Regions from separate parts of the Hordeum vulgare genome. Here region 2 is linked to region 1. Evidence: chromatin contacts called from public Hi-C data. All regions are on one chromosome and are shown on one strand. Each heading gives the region's core, a stretch centred on a gene start, on an enhancer-like site or on the middle of the called end of the contact. The rest is flanking DNA. Distances are from core to core; before and after follow the strand shown.

Region 1 (7,102 bases), core at 3,075-5,574:
TCCTCCTCTCCCACGATGCTTGGTGAAGCCCTGCCGGGAGACCTCGTCTCTCCATCGACACCACGCCCTCGTGCTGCCGGAGATCTTCCCCAACCTCTCCCTCCTCCTTGCTGGATCAAGGTGCGGGAGACGTCACCGAGCTGCACGTGTGTTGAACGCGGAGGTGCCGTGGTTCGACACTAGATCGGAATCACACCGCGATCTGAATCGCCGCGAGTACGACTCCATCAACCGCGTTCTAGCAACGCTTCCGCTTAGCGATCTTCAAATGTATGAAGATGCACTCACCCCTCTCTCGTTGCTGGTCTTTCCATAGGAAGATCTGAATATGCGTAGGAAACTTTTTGAATTTATGCTACGTTGCCCAACATTTTCTTGTACGGAAAGTCCAGTCACCTCATAAATAGGTGAGAGATGACGGACGATTGAACAACACAAAATCGAACAAATCAAGCTACTACTTTTTACCCTAGTTTTTACATCTCTCCGTTGTTCTTTCTCTCTGATTCCTCGTTCGTTCTTCGTGTTGGAGAGCAGCGATCTTCGAAGGTCTAGGGACGGGCGAACTGACCTAGGGCAGCCCATAGCCGCCGCGCGTCCTGACGGGGTCCCTTCCGACCGTGTGGGGTTTCGGGTCCTCAAAAGCATCTGCCAGACTACTTGTGACGTGGTCTCCTTCGACGTGAGCCACGGTGCATCACCCCCGGGGTCGAGGGTACCCGACGACGTGTTCGTGTGCGAACATGTCCAGGAACGGATGCAGATTATGGTCTCAATCGATGACATGTGAAAGATGAAACGTATGTGGGGTTCGTGGTTCGTGGATGACAGGTACGATTTCCTCCTTCAGCATTTTAGTCGTGGTGAAATGTGAGATCTGGAGTTCTACGGCGTGTCCACGATGTTTCACTTTTATTAAGCCACCTTGAAGGTCCGCAAAGTTATATATCAACGATGGACCGGCGTCGAGTTTGGATGAGGAAATGATTCGTCATTCTTTTCTTCGATGACTGTTGTGATGGTGCCACATACAAATGAAGGATGTTGGTGTCAACTTTAGAGATATTGTACTATCTTTTCAGTTTTATCATGTCGGCTGAAACACGTATTGCCATGAAAAAAAAAAGACCTGCCAGGCTGCAAACATGTTCTGCTGTACCAAGGAGGGAGCTGCCCATGGGAAAAAAAAGACCTGCCAGGCTGCAAACAGGTTCTGCTGTACCAAGGAGGGAGCTGCCTATGTTGACCAATGCTAGTCACAGCGGTGAGCCGGCGGGCCGTCGTTTGCACGGGACGGTCCAATTCCGTGGAAAAGGGTGTACAGGACCGTTGATGATAAAGACATTTGATTCTTGGTAGTAGCAGGAATAACATTGTCCGTCCAATCTAAACGGCATCGACTTGTTGATGCATAAAGCAAGAGCTGCGCCCTCAAAGAAGAACAATATGTATATATCAGAAGGGAAAAAGGAAAGAATCGTCGTGCTTTCTCTTAAACTTTTTCCTTTTTTTTAACGTAGAGCAGCTGCTAATTCATTTCGTCAGGAGAAGCAAGCACATGCGACAGGGCCTGAATCTTGGCATGAATAGCAGTAGCAGACGTACGGATACACCATGTTCTTCACGAGCAATGCATGACGATGAAGTAGTTGCTTCTCGTGCGTTGCGATTTCTGTTGCCGCCTTCGCCTTGGGCCTTCCACCACGGCACCGCGCCGCGACCATGACACACACGGCTCGCTCACTCGTCTCGGATAGATTCTTGCTGCTAGATTCTCCTGCTCCCATACTAGCACAGGCACTACCCAGGTCAGGACGCAGCTGCGCCCGAACGTTCTTATCAGCTGATTTTATTTTATTTTTATATCGCCAAACTTATCCGCTGATTTCTCACTAGTACTAGTAAATTGACCATGAGGGAGACAGTGGAGTGGAAAATAAAATAAAAAAGAAAGATCGACCGACCCCAACCAAAACAGGAATCTCGCAAACAACGATGGACAGACCGGAATGATTGAAGGGGCATCGTGACCAGCGGCGCAATTTGCTCTGCCTTACGGCTCACGCTCGCAGCCCGCGAGCACAGAGAATGAGATTTGCTAATGCTCCTCCCACTAACACGGTCTCTTAACAAAAGTTGCAGTACTACTTTGCTAAACAAGAATTGATCTCTTGACAAAAGGGAAGGCTGTCATCTCATCTGTAAGCGAAAAAACAGGTGCACAAGTCCAAAAGTGAACATTCAGATTCTTCTCCCTCGACAAAGTCTCAAATCCCACCCCAAGGAATCCACGGGATCGAACAAAAATATTTCACTTCGCGGGAGTCAGAGGAAACGAGAAAACTTCAGGCGTCACAGGAGCACACGCAAATATTTTCCTAGCTACGTAATAAAAAGATGAAAAATTAAATTTATCCATACCATCAGCTAAAAAAAAAAAAGCAAATTACACGCATTTTTTACAGTCGAGCTCTGCACTGCAGTTCCGGTGGCGGCGTGTTGTTCATCATGGCCGCGCCACCGCCGGCGAAGCGGCTCCCTTTCTGCTCGACTCGGGATCGTCCCTTCCCCTCCGGGTGGACCCGTCCCACCCCTTCCGCACCGACCCGTCGCCTCCCCCTCGGGCCCACGACATCGTCCTCGCCAGGAACGCCTGCCACCGCCGCCCGCCGCCGGCATTGCCGAAGCTGCCTCCCCCGTCCGCGGGCCGGCCTCCGCGCACGCTCCCCTCGGGGCTCGCTCCGGCGAGGTCGATCAGGCTGGTGGCGTGGCGCAGGCGGCGCGACCTGAGCACCTGCTCCCTCACGTGGTGCGGCAGCCGCAGGGTGAACCTCTCGTGGTCGCTCCGCTCGGCGGCGGCCGCCGACGCCGCGAAGAGCGAGTGCCCCGTCGAGTGCGACCTCGGCAGCCTCGCCGCCCGCCGCTCGCTGCGCAGCATCTCCAGCTCCATCGCCTCCTCCTTCCTGTCGTCCTCGTCGCTCTCCTCCTCTTCCTCTTCCCGCACCGGTATCACCACGGCGTGCGGCGGCGACGGCGAAGGCGAGGGCTGACGCCGCGCCACCTGCTCCGGCGACGGGGGCGCCACGGCGGGCGCCGGCGGCGGCGGCGGCTTCTCGAGGTTGGCGCGGCAGAGCGGGCACGTGATCCGCGCCTCGAGCCAGGGGTCGATGCACTCCGGGTGGAAGGCGTGCGAGCAGTGCGGCAGCAGCCGGAGGTCGTCGCCCTCCTCGAACGCCGTCAGGCACACGGCGCACTCCAGCACGCCCCTGCCGATCTTGTGCTCCTTGATCTCCCGGTACGGCATGATCGGGAACGTGGCCACCGTCGCCGGGTCCAGCCCGCGCTTCCCCCTCCTGGACGCCCCGGGCCCGGCCGCGGCGGCGTTGGCACCCTGCGGCGCGGCGTTCTCGGCGAGGCGGCACTGATTGATGTAGGCGCAGAAGAAGAGCAGGAAGAAGAAGACGCTGATGGCCACGGTGATAACCGTGGACATGGTGCGACCGAACGGCGTGGGCCTCGGCGGCGGCGCCACCCCGGTGGACTGCGGCGCCGGCGGCAAAGACTGCGCCACGCATGCGCCGGCGCCGGCGCCGAGGAGGCAGACAAGGACGAGGAGGTGTGTACGCACCTCCATCACCGCAACCATAGGATTGGCAGGTGAGGCGGTGGCCTACTCTACTCCAATGGGATTCGGCTCACGCCACAAGAGCGAGAAAGAGAGAGAGAGCTCAGCTGGAGCCTGGTGGTGCGGTGTGGTGTGCTACTGCTACGTTAGCGGCGGCGGCGGCGCCTAAATCCCGAGGGAAATTCGCACCTTCCTTTTCTTTCTTTCTTGGGTAGAAATCTTCTGACGGGTGGACACTTTGCCTTTTGCCCTTTACGTTTCTACATCTGGATTGATCTGTTTTGACTATACTAAATTTGTAATCACACTGAATGCGATGCCATGTAGGAGTAGATGATGCGATTATTAATTGTGTCGACTGTAAATGCCATACAATATGCCATAATTGTGGAATGCAGTATTCGAGAATAAACTGTGGATGTAGCTGATGATGCCCCCTGACGCCAAGAAATCCTTAAACAAGCTCATCTAGATCGTGACTGATTTTCATACGGCATGGACAATCATGTCTCACCGGTACATGCACCACCTGGCCAACGGTGTGAAGCATGAGGACAAAATGTCAAGTGTGATCGACCATGTGATGTCGCCTACCTGCGTGGAGCAGTTGTACAGATCATATGCCACTCAATTCGTTAGCGCCACAGGATGACACGAGTGCGATAAATTACCAGCTTCAGCTTTAGCCGTACCTGGGTAGTTGGTACCTGAGGCACGCCCGTTCCTAGCTGAACTAGATCAATATATAAACACACACACCGCTGCCACACATGTGGCAAAATCATGCATGCTATGAGTTAAGCTGGACCTGAAAATATATTTCTTACGATAATGCGGCGCCGAACCTGATATTATAGTCAGATTATATTTGCCAAAAAAAAAATTGTTCTAGAGTCCATTATTCTCGTACCATAACACACCAGCAGGCAGCTGTTCCCGGCAGGGCATAACATGCCAATCAGGAGCGCGCGCTTGCTCTGCTCGACAGTATACAGCTCTTCTGCAACATCAGCTCTCTAAAGCTATCCGCCGTGTCGGTGAAACCGGCGGCCAGAAGAGTATCGAACAGCCTGTTGCAGGCGGAGACGTCGAACTCCGGGACTTTCGATCGCTGCCACTGGTCGACGACCTCCGCGGCATCCTTCAGTTGCCCGCACATCAGATAGGCAGAGAGCACGCAGACGTAGTTCCGACTAGTCATCCTCTGGGCGGTCATCTGCATCGATTTCCATATGTCCTTCACCCTGTCCAGGTTGCCGAGACCGGCGTGCAAGATGACGAGGAGGTCGTAGGTTATCCACTCCCTCTGGCTAATCTTCGCCTCGGCTTCCACCAGCGAATTCCCCGAGCTAACAAGCTGGCTGGCATCGACGTAGATGCTGGCAAGGTTTCGGTACAGCATCCATCCTTCGTTGGAGTTTGGATCTTTTGACATCTCGTCGAGGATTCCTTTGAACGCCTCGAGATCCATGGATGCAACCGATGCGCTGATCCGAAGGTTGTATGTGAATAGGTCTGGAGAAACGTTTTGCCTCTTCAATTCCTCAGCAAGAATTGGAACCTTATCAAGCTCTCCGACAGAAATATACAGGGTCATCATTTCGTTGTAGACCAGGACATCAATAGGTAGGTCTGCATCCTTCATTCTCTGAAACAGCCTCTCGGCTTTGTCTATCATCTTTGATCGAGCATATGAATGGAGGAGTGCAGTATATGCTTCCAGTGATTTGGCTGCAGGTGGAAGCTTCTCAAAAAAATCTTCGGCTGCATTAGCGCCAAAAACTTTTGTAATCAAGTCAATGCGCACTCCATAGTCGTTCTCAGATAAATCAGACTCATGATGTGTCTTCATCCACTCTGCCACCTGCAAAACTCAAAGTTAAGAACTAATGCTCATGCCCTTTTTCTTGTTTTTTTTAAGGAGAAATATAGCAGCCACGGTAAAATTGTTCAATCCTGTTTGTAAGAATTTCGTAGGTATCAAAGTAAGCAATGCAAACAGATAGAGGGAGAGAGAGGATTGTTTACTCGGCACACTGAGTTTTGTAAACAAGATAACGTGCTTATCATGCAGTTAAATAAAAAAAAAGATGGATTACCTAACACTACAATAAGATGGCACAGCATGTACATGAGATGAATGTTTATCTGACAATAACAACCTATCTAGTATTAAGAGTTTAGACCCGATACTACATGCATGCTACAGCTCCTCGTGACTCAGTACTACATGAGCTTACATGCCTCCTTTCCAATCAGCAATTGCAAAACAAGATCACTAAAGCACATACATGCTATTAGAATGATGCATAACTTGAAGGGAGACTTTATATAACAGAATGGCTATATTTCTTGTAAGCCGGCCAAATTGCACAAAAATTGTGTGCAACTTCACACAGTTCTATACAGAAAGTGGCACATATTTCTGAAATGTGCGCCTACCCTATTTCTGCCGGATAAAGGGTCAACATCCAACGTGAAATAGGTGATCCCTAACTTTAGAATTAACCAGCAGCAAATCCTTTCTATCCATACAGACAAATCGGCTACCTGAAGAATTCAACTACAGAAATCGAACATCAGCAAACATTTCATCACCATTTCCAAGCACGGCACAAACAGATCGTACCGCTGCGTTGCATATACATAAACAATAAACGTAAATCTGCACGGAATCGCCCCACGGAACCCTTGCCCTAACTACGCAGCGCAATCAGAGGGGATCAGGGATCTGGGGGCGCGCGAACCTCGAGCGCGTGCTTGTAGCGGCGGGCGCGGCTGAGGTCGCGGGCGATGCGGCGGAGCTCCGGCGCGGGGGCGGCGCGGCCCTCGCCGGCCCACTTCTCGAGCGCCTCCGTCGCGCTCCGCTTCGCCAGCCGCAGCCGGAAGATGTGGCTCCTCAGGTCGTCGTCCACGGCTACGACGACGACCGCGTCCTCAACGTCCGCCGGGATGGCCGGCGCAGCGGGGGCAGGGGACGGCGACTCCGCCGCAGAGGCGGTGCAGGAGGAGGAGGATAGGTGGCTAGGGCTAGAGGCGATAGAACGGGGGAGCGCAAGGTGCCGCGAGGCGCGAGCGGCTCGGAGAAGAGCCGCCGCCATCTCGTGTGCTCTGCCGCGGCGCTCCGCGCGAGCCAACCGTGACGCCGTAGTAGCAGTGTACAGTTTTCTTTTTTTTATGAGGGGAAATGGGAAAAGAGTGTACAGTTACAGTGCTGAGCTTCGGCTGCACAGTCGCCGCTACTGCTGGGCCGGAAATGTGCAATTTCTAAAATCTGCTGACAGTCGGCCGAGTACAGCGTGCGATTTTAGAGCAACTTTAAGTCCAGTCTTGGATAAAAAAAGGAAAATATAAGGAGAAGTGTCGGACCATAGCTCTTCCATGCGACGGCTTACACAGCCTCGCATGCAAGAATCTTTCATCTCATGATTACACAATCGCATTAAATGTTTTTTAAAACTCTAAAAATGATTTATC
Region 2 (6,282 bases), core at 1,446-3,945, 420 kb before region 1:
CAGAGCACTATAGATTAACTGATGAAATGTTGACAAGATGACATGCATTTGCATACTTTTGGTATAGAGGTAAACCACATAACTTGCATCCAGTAGTAATAAAATCTCTGACGATATCATTATGTCCATTCAAGGAATGTTTCTCAATGACTGGCAATTGCCCCTTCAATTCAGGTCTAAGAGAACCCATTAAGACAATTTTGCCAATAGATGCATGAATATTCAAATTACATGGTTTGCTCTGAGGTAGTAGTTCTGAGATGGACAAGAAGTCTGCTGAATCATTTTTTATTCTTTCTTTCCAATTCTTCGACATCACCTGCAGTCAATATAGGAGTTTTATCCGTTACATAGTATAGAGTTTTAAAAGAAAATGTTAATGTTACAACTTATCCAAGAAGACAAGTTAAATAATTATGATCTACTTCTATCAACAGAGAAATTATGGAGTGAAAAACATGAAAGCCTTGATTGTGTCGTTCGTCTATTAACATCAATGTAACATGTGAAATTGTGATGTAAGATGAAGTGAAGACACAGGAATGACATCCAAAGGATTTTGATTACCATCTTATTAACAAGCTCATGTTAATGAAAATCCCTTGTTTGAACCTTTAAACGGAATGTAAGGGAAAAAAGAAAGAATTAAATATGTAGATTGCTACCTATCCCAATCAAACTAAAATCACAATGCCTTGGCAAATTTGTACCTGCTGATGATTTTCTGCACGAGTACGTTTGGTGTGTACGATCCACTCTGACACTCTTCTTAATTTTGATCTTGTAGCATTCCCGAGTTTACAGTTAATTAAGAATTCATCAATTCCTAATAAAAGAGCCCATGTGTTTAGTTATCCAGTAATAGTTTTTTCTTCTTCTTAAACACAACTATCTGCTGGAAAATAAATGTAGATGCTAATATAAACATGAGGGAGAAGGAGTTGTTCGAATATATTGCCCACCTTTTTCCCATCAACAAAGCCCTTACACTGTTAGTCTAATGTATATTTTCCCAATTTTCTCGATAATAAAGATGGCAAAAACATCATTTTAATTACTCCTGGGTCACCGCATTTTTAAGTAATACAACCAGGACAATGCCAGTAAAGACTAAAGAGCGGCAATGAATAAAACAAATGCAAAAAACCATACCTTCAGGTTGCACTAAATCTTTCGAGTTCATCAAAATTTGGACTGCAGACATCTGAGAAGCTCTTCCCTCCAAGCCATTTCTAAATTCTACCATCTTAATATCTAAAGAAAAAGAACGAGAATGTCTCACCACATGCTGTTTGCATGCACATAAGCTACATCGCTAGGTTAAATCAGAAACAAGCTGACCCAAAAGGGACATACTATGCTAAGGGGTTTGTGAGAAGATAACTAATTACCATTCGAAAGACCAAATGGGCATGGTTTCGCTTAGTTTTTATCAGTGAAGGAAGTTACTCCATTGCAACTGAAAGCATTACACGGGTAAAGATCAGTTCCTTACTCTGCAACAGTAAAACATCGCCGGCGACTATGCTAGAACTGGTATTGTTGGACCATAGAGAGACGGAGAAGCTGGACCTCGTCTCGTCACCAACCTCTAGAATAACTCTCTGATACGTCCTTCCGGTTGCGGCATTTTGTTCCTGGGAAAGCAGAAGCATGAATCTAAGCCTCGGGCCGACATGACCAAAGATGCGTCGACATCGTATCAATCTCTTTTTTCCCCCATCGTCGAAGGAGATTATTACATTCTACTAAGTGGAAGCAGGATTGCTCGTTACCTGGTGGGGAAGGACACGGCGAACGGACGCCAGGAGCTGCACGAATCCACCCACATGGCCGGCGGCCGCCGACAGGTCGATCAGCGGCCCGTACCAGCTCACGACTGCTGCCATTATACGGCCGCAGACGCCGGCGAGTAGAATGGGATCTTCCCTCGGACCGAAGCCGCCGCCGCCGCCGCCGCCGCACGAGCTCGGGTCGTGCTTCGCCGCCCTCCTCCCAAAAGGCCGCGAATGTATATTTTCCTTGCGCTCGACGTTCCTGGGCCTCTGAAACAAGGCCCATAGCACTCGCGAAACCGCCGAAAGTCCGGCACGCACAGTGGAAGAGTGAACTGCGGTCAACTAACTGGCGCTCACTGCTAAAAAAAAAAAAAAAACTAACTGGCACTCGTACCGGGGCACCAATCCGCCTCGTGCACGAACCTGCACGGCCGTCGGTGCACACGAGTTCTTTCTTTTATCATCTCTGCACGCGCAATCACACGGCCGCATACCAAACCTCCACTGCGTGTGCGCGTCGGTTGGCTGACGAAGCAGCTCGGGTAGCAAAACGGAGCTCCTTTCCTTTGTTAGGGGAAAAAGAACTTCAGATCGCTCGTTCAGAAACCCAACAATTCAACAGGACGACTGACATGCACTACCAGCAGTTCGATGCACCGTCACATCAGCGCACACCTAGGCTGCTGGCCACGTCACTCCTCAAGTCATCGTCTCGTCAGGTTGGACGAAAAGAAGTCCGTCCGTAAGATTGACGGGAGAGGCAAGTCATCCGGCCGCCCGGCAGCACCCGGTACCCCGCACTCGGCCGGAAAAGCTACCCAACGGGCCATGTTTTTCTACGCACCAAGTCCAACTTGGCCACCAACCAACCATCCACTTATCCCGTTTGCCAAGTAGTGGCCGCCCCGCCCCGCCCCGCCCGGCCCGGCCTACCCCGGTCGACGCACCGCCGCCCCGGTCCACAGCATCCTTCCCTCCCCAAAGGAAAACCACCCACACGTACTACGCGCTTCCTTCCACGACCTTCCTCCCACTTTCCCCGCCCCCTCTACCAGTCCACCGCCGATGCCGCCGGCCTCGCCGCCCACCTGACGCCATGCCGCGCCACTACCGTCGGATCCTCTTCTCCGACGACTGCGATCCTTGGTATGGCTGTCCCCCGCCTCCCGCCCCTCCCTTCTTCACTCCTTCCCCCTCTCCCTCGCCTTCCTCTCCGCCTCCGATCACATCGCCTTCTCCTCCTTCGCCTTCTTTCTCCTTCTATATCCCTACTATCTCGGACCTCGCTCCGTGCCCTTCCCCCGTCCATGCCGGCGGCGGTGGTGGGAGAGACCAGGGAGGAGGAACTTACGGGTACGGCGCAGTCGATGACCACCGCCGCCGCTTCGTCACCTACGTCCTCAGCGCCGCCGCGGCGCTCGCGTTCCTCTCCCTCATCCTCCTCGGCGTCTCGATCGCCGTCCGTCGCCGGCAGATGCGGCGCCGGCGGCAGGCGCTCCTCGCCCAGGCGCCGGCCGCCGCGACCAACGTCGGCAACGACGACCCGGAGGGCGGCGGCGGCGGGGGCGGCGTGGTGCACCACGTCTGGTACATCCGGACCGTCGGGCTCGACGAGGCCGCGATCGACTCGATCGCGGTGACGCCGTACCGCGCGGGGTCTGGCCTCCTCGGCGCCGCCGACTGCTCCGTGTGCCTCGGCGAGTTCAACGACGGCGAACTCGTTCGCTTGCTGCCCAAGTGTGGCCACGCGTTCCACGTCCCCTGCATCGACACCTGGCTCCGCGCCCACGTCAACTGCCCGCTCTGCCGCTCTGACGTGATCGACCCCGCCGCCGCGCCCGCCGGAGTCGGCATCGAGTCCAACCCACCAGCTGATCCAGATGCGAGCGCCAACGCCGCAGCCGAGCAAGCGGCTGCCGCGAGCGATTCGACGCTGGAGCATGAAGACGAGGAGGAGGAGGACCAAGAAGCGCCGCGCGTGGAAGAAGACCAGCACGAGCAGCAACCCAGTTCGCCAGAGCCAGAGCCATTGCCGCAGCTCCCAGGCCCGCTGCCGCGGAATGTGCGGCGCGCGGCATCCATGAACGCGGCGATGGTCTCAACGGCGGCAGATGTCGCCGCGCTGGACCGGCTGCCTGACGCGGCCCCCGAAGGGGAGGAGCAGAATGGCCGAGATAAGCATCAAAGTGGTGCGACCGGCCATCCGAGCACCGTGAGGCCCGCGTCCGGCGGTCTCCCGAGGTCCTTCTTCTCGCGGCACTGCCGCGCTCGGAGCTCTGTGCTGCCGCTCTGACGGTGCCGAGATCCCGAGCTGAATTTTGATCCTTGTCGCCAATAATGTTACCCGATCGACGCCCCAAATGCGTGTAATACTTGTTGCTTGTAATCTCAAAACCGATGATTGCGAGTTCAAACGCGAAATGCAGCAAAGAAAAGTCTGCAATCGATAAACGCACGCATGGTTTTTGCACACTGTACATACGTTCTCTTCGTCGAGCTCGTCAGTCAAATTCCCATGTCGACCTTTATTTGTTGTCTGTTTCGTGCAATTAAGAACAGATATCAGACCAGAACACGAATAGAGAATAGAGATTTAGGAAGATGTTCTTGTATTCTTGTCTACGAAGCAGACACTGCACTTTGTTGGCTGCTCTTTTCCTTGCTATACCCTACATTTTCTTCTCTTCAACTAACATGGGAGTGTCATCGCAAAAAAAAAAAAAAAAAAAAAAAAAACACTAAACTAACATGGGAGTGGATCGCATCATCCGCCTCTCAAACTTATCGAAGGGAAAACGTGCCCTCATGGCCTCGTGGGGTCGTTGGCACGGGAAGATTTTGTCTACTGGTCTACAGTTTTTTATTTCCTGATGATGGTAGCAGATGAGCTTGTAGCTATTTTTTTTTTTCAAAAAAAAAGATGTCAGATCTATTATTAAAATTCATTAAAAGTACAAAGTATCTCAAACATAATAAAAATCATATCAAGATCCCGAGACTCTGAGACACTCGATCAACCACTACCGCCAACGCATCGTTGTCATCGCTCCCCTATCGGAATAGGCTTGACCTTGTTGATGACAGCTGAAAAGTATTCGTACATGTGTCCATAGCGTGGAGCCATATTCATCACATATGTCCGTGAGCTTGTAGCTGCTTGATTAGTCATATCTAATCAGCTACTCAAAGCAATTGCGGTCAAGACGCCGCACTAGTGCAAACAAAGAATCTCGAACTTGATAATTTCTTCAAAGCATGAGGTGCACTCACGTTCATTGCTATGTGCTCCTGACGCGGCAGACAAGCTGACCACAGAACTACTTCCATTTTTGTAAGATCGGACGGTTCTACTGAATTATCTCTACTATTAAAGGAGGATCTGCCGTCTGTCGTGATGGTTCGACCTGTAGCGATCCCCATTCTATCGCTGGAAGCCCTCCCATCCACGTTCTCCTCCCATAGATTTTTTTCAACCCTCTGAAAACCAAACGGTTTGATAAAGAAAACCACCCCTGTGCACCCCCTCCTGGATCGGTAACTCCTTCTGCCCATGTGCAACCCTCCCTCCAACCCAGCCCAAGGATCCTCCCAGGCCCCAGCCGCGTTAGGAAAGAAAAAAGACCCACCCACGATCACACGCCCCGCACGACTGGTCTCCCCGACAACGTCGCTCCCAATCACGTCTCTCTCCCTGCACCCGAGAAATTTCGCCACCGCCGCCGCTCTACTCCTCATTTACCTCGTTATCGTCGTGGCCGCAATACTGGTCGTGGGAGTCTAAGACAACGATTTTGATTAGGTTTTTTTATTGACTAGCTATTGTTATCATCAATACTACAATTGATGTTCACCATGGTGAAGGTTTGATAAAATCCGAGCATGTGGTCCTACATAGGAATGTTGGAATAAATATATATGTTCAGGGCCTCTTTGATTCTCAGGATTTTGAAAACGCAAGAATATGGAAAGTAGAGGATTGAATGGCATGTCCATTTAAACCCCATATGATTAACAATGAGTGTTTGATGGCACAAAAAAACAAAGGACTTATAAAAGAGATTGGAGTGGATGCTAGATTTTTGTGAAATGTAGTACAAAAGATTTCATAGAAAAAATTCATACGGGATCCAACCCTATGAATCAAAGGACAATTGTAGGAAAAATCCCTAAGGATTTCAATCCTTCAAAAATCTTGTAGAATTATTTTGAATCAAAGGAGCCCTCAAATTATTGGGCCTAGCCCATTTATCTTCTATTGATAATTCCTAGTTTAAATCCTAAAGGACCATCTATCCCACACACACAAAATCCTAAAAGCCCATCTAACTCATTAATGCATGACAAGTGATGTGAAATTTTACTCTCACCACGCTAACGAAGAATGATTTAGACCAACATATGAAGTAGGTTTTTTCACCCACACACCCACACACCCACACACGCCGATAGGAACATTAGAATACAACGCATACACACTCATCCTTCGCCACCGACCTCATGCGCA

What was found. A called contact is a pair of places that touch in the nucleus more often than the background predicts.
Region 2: a Hi-C map of leaf shows a contact between it and region 1, with 4 times the contacts expected there. The contact joins the promoter of LOC123426868 here to the promoter of LOC123426866 in region 1. A contact is called at or near these places in 3 of 6 Hi-C or Micro-C datasets (leaf and seedling) and 1 of 1 datasets of contacts at active chromatin or transcription factors (embryo).

The regions. Positions count from the first base shown.
Region 1 is chr2H:503,349,160-503,356,261 of MorexV3_pseudomolecules_assembly, reverse strand. LOC123426866 (E3 ubiquitin-protein ligase ATL6-like) reads right to left here and starts at 4,324. Exons shown (of 1, transcript XM_045110764.1): 1 at 2,219-4,324. The coding sequence starts at 3,646. The coding sequence ends at 2,507. LOC123426865 (pentatricopeptide repeat-containing protein At5g09450, mitochondrial-like) reads right to left here and starts at 6,799. Exons shown (of 2, transcript XM_045110763.1): 1 at 6,373-6,799; 2 at 4,423-5,489. The coding sequence starts at 6,726. The coding sequence ends at 4,584.
Region 2 is chr2H:503,772,871-503,779,152 of MorexV3_pseudomolecules_assembly, reverse strand. It overlaps LOC123426868 (RING-H2 finger protein ATL52-like), which reads left to right and starts at 2,695. Exons shown (of 1, transcript XM_045110767.1): 1 at 2,695-4,229. The coding sequence starts at 2,875. The coding sequence ends at 4,071. LOC123426867 reads right to left here and starts at 2,573. Exons shown (of 7, transcript XM_045110765.1): 1 at 1,776-2,573; 2 at 1,496-1,637; 3 at 1,153-1,254; 4 at 711-826; 5 at 57-319. The coding sequence starts at 1,889.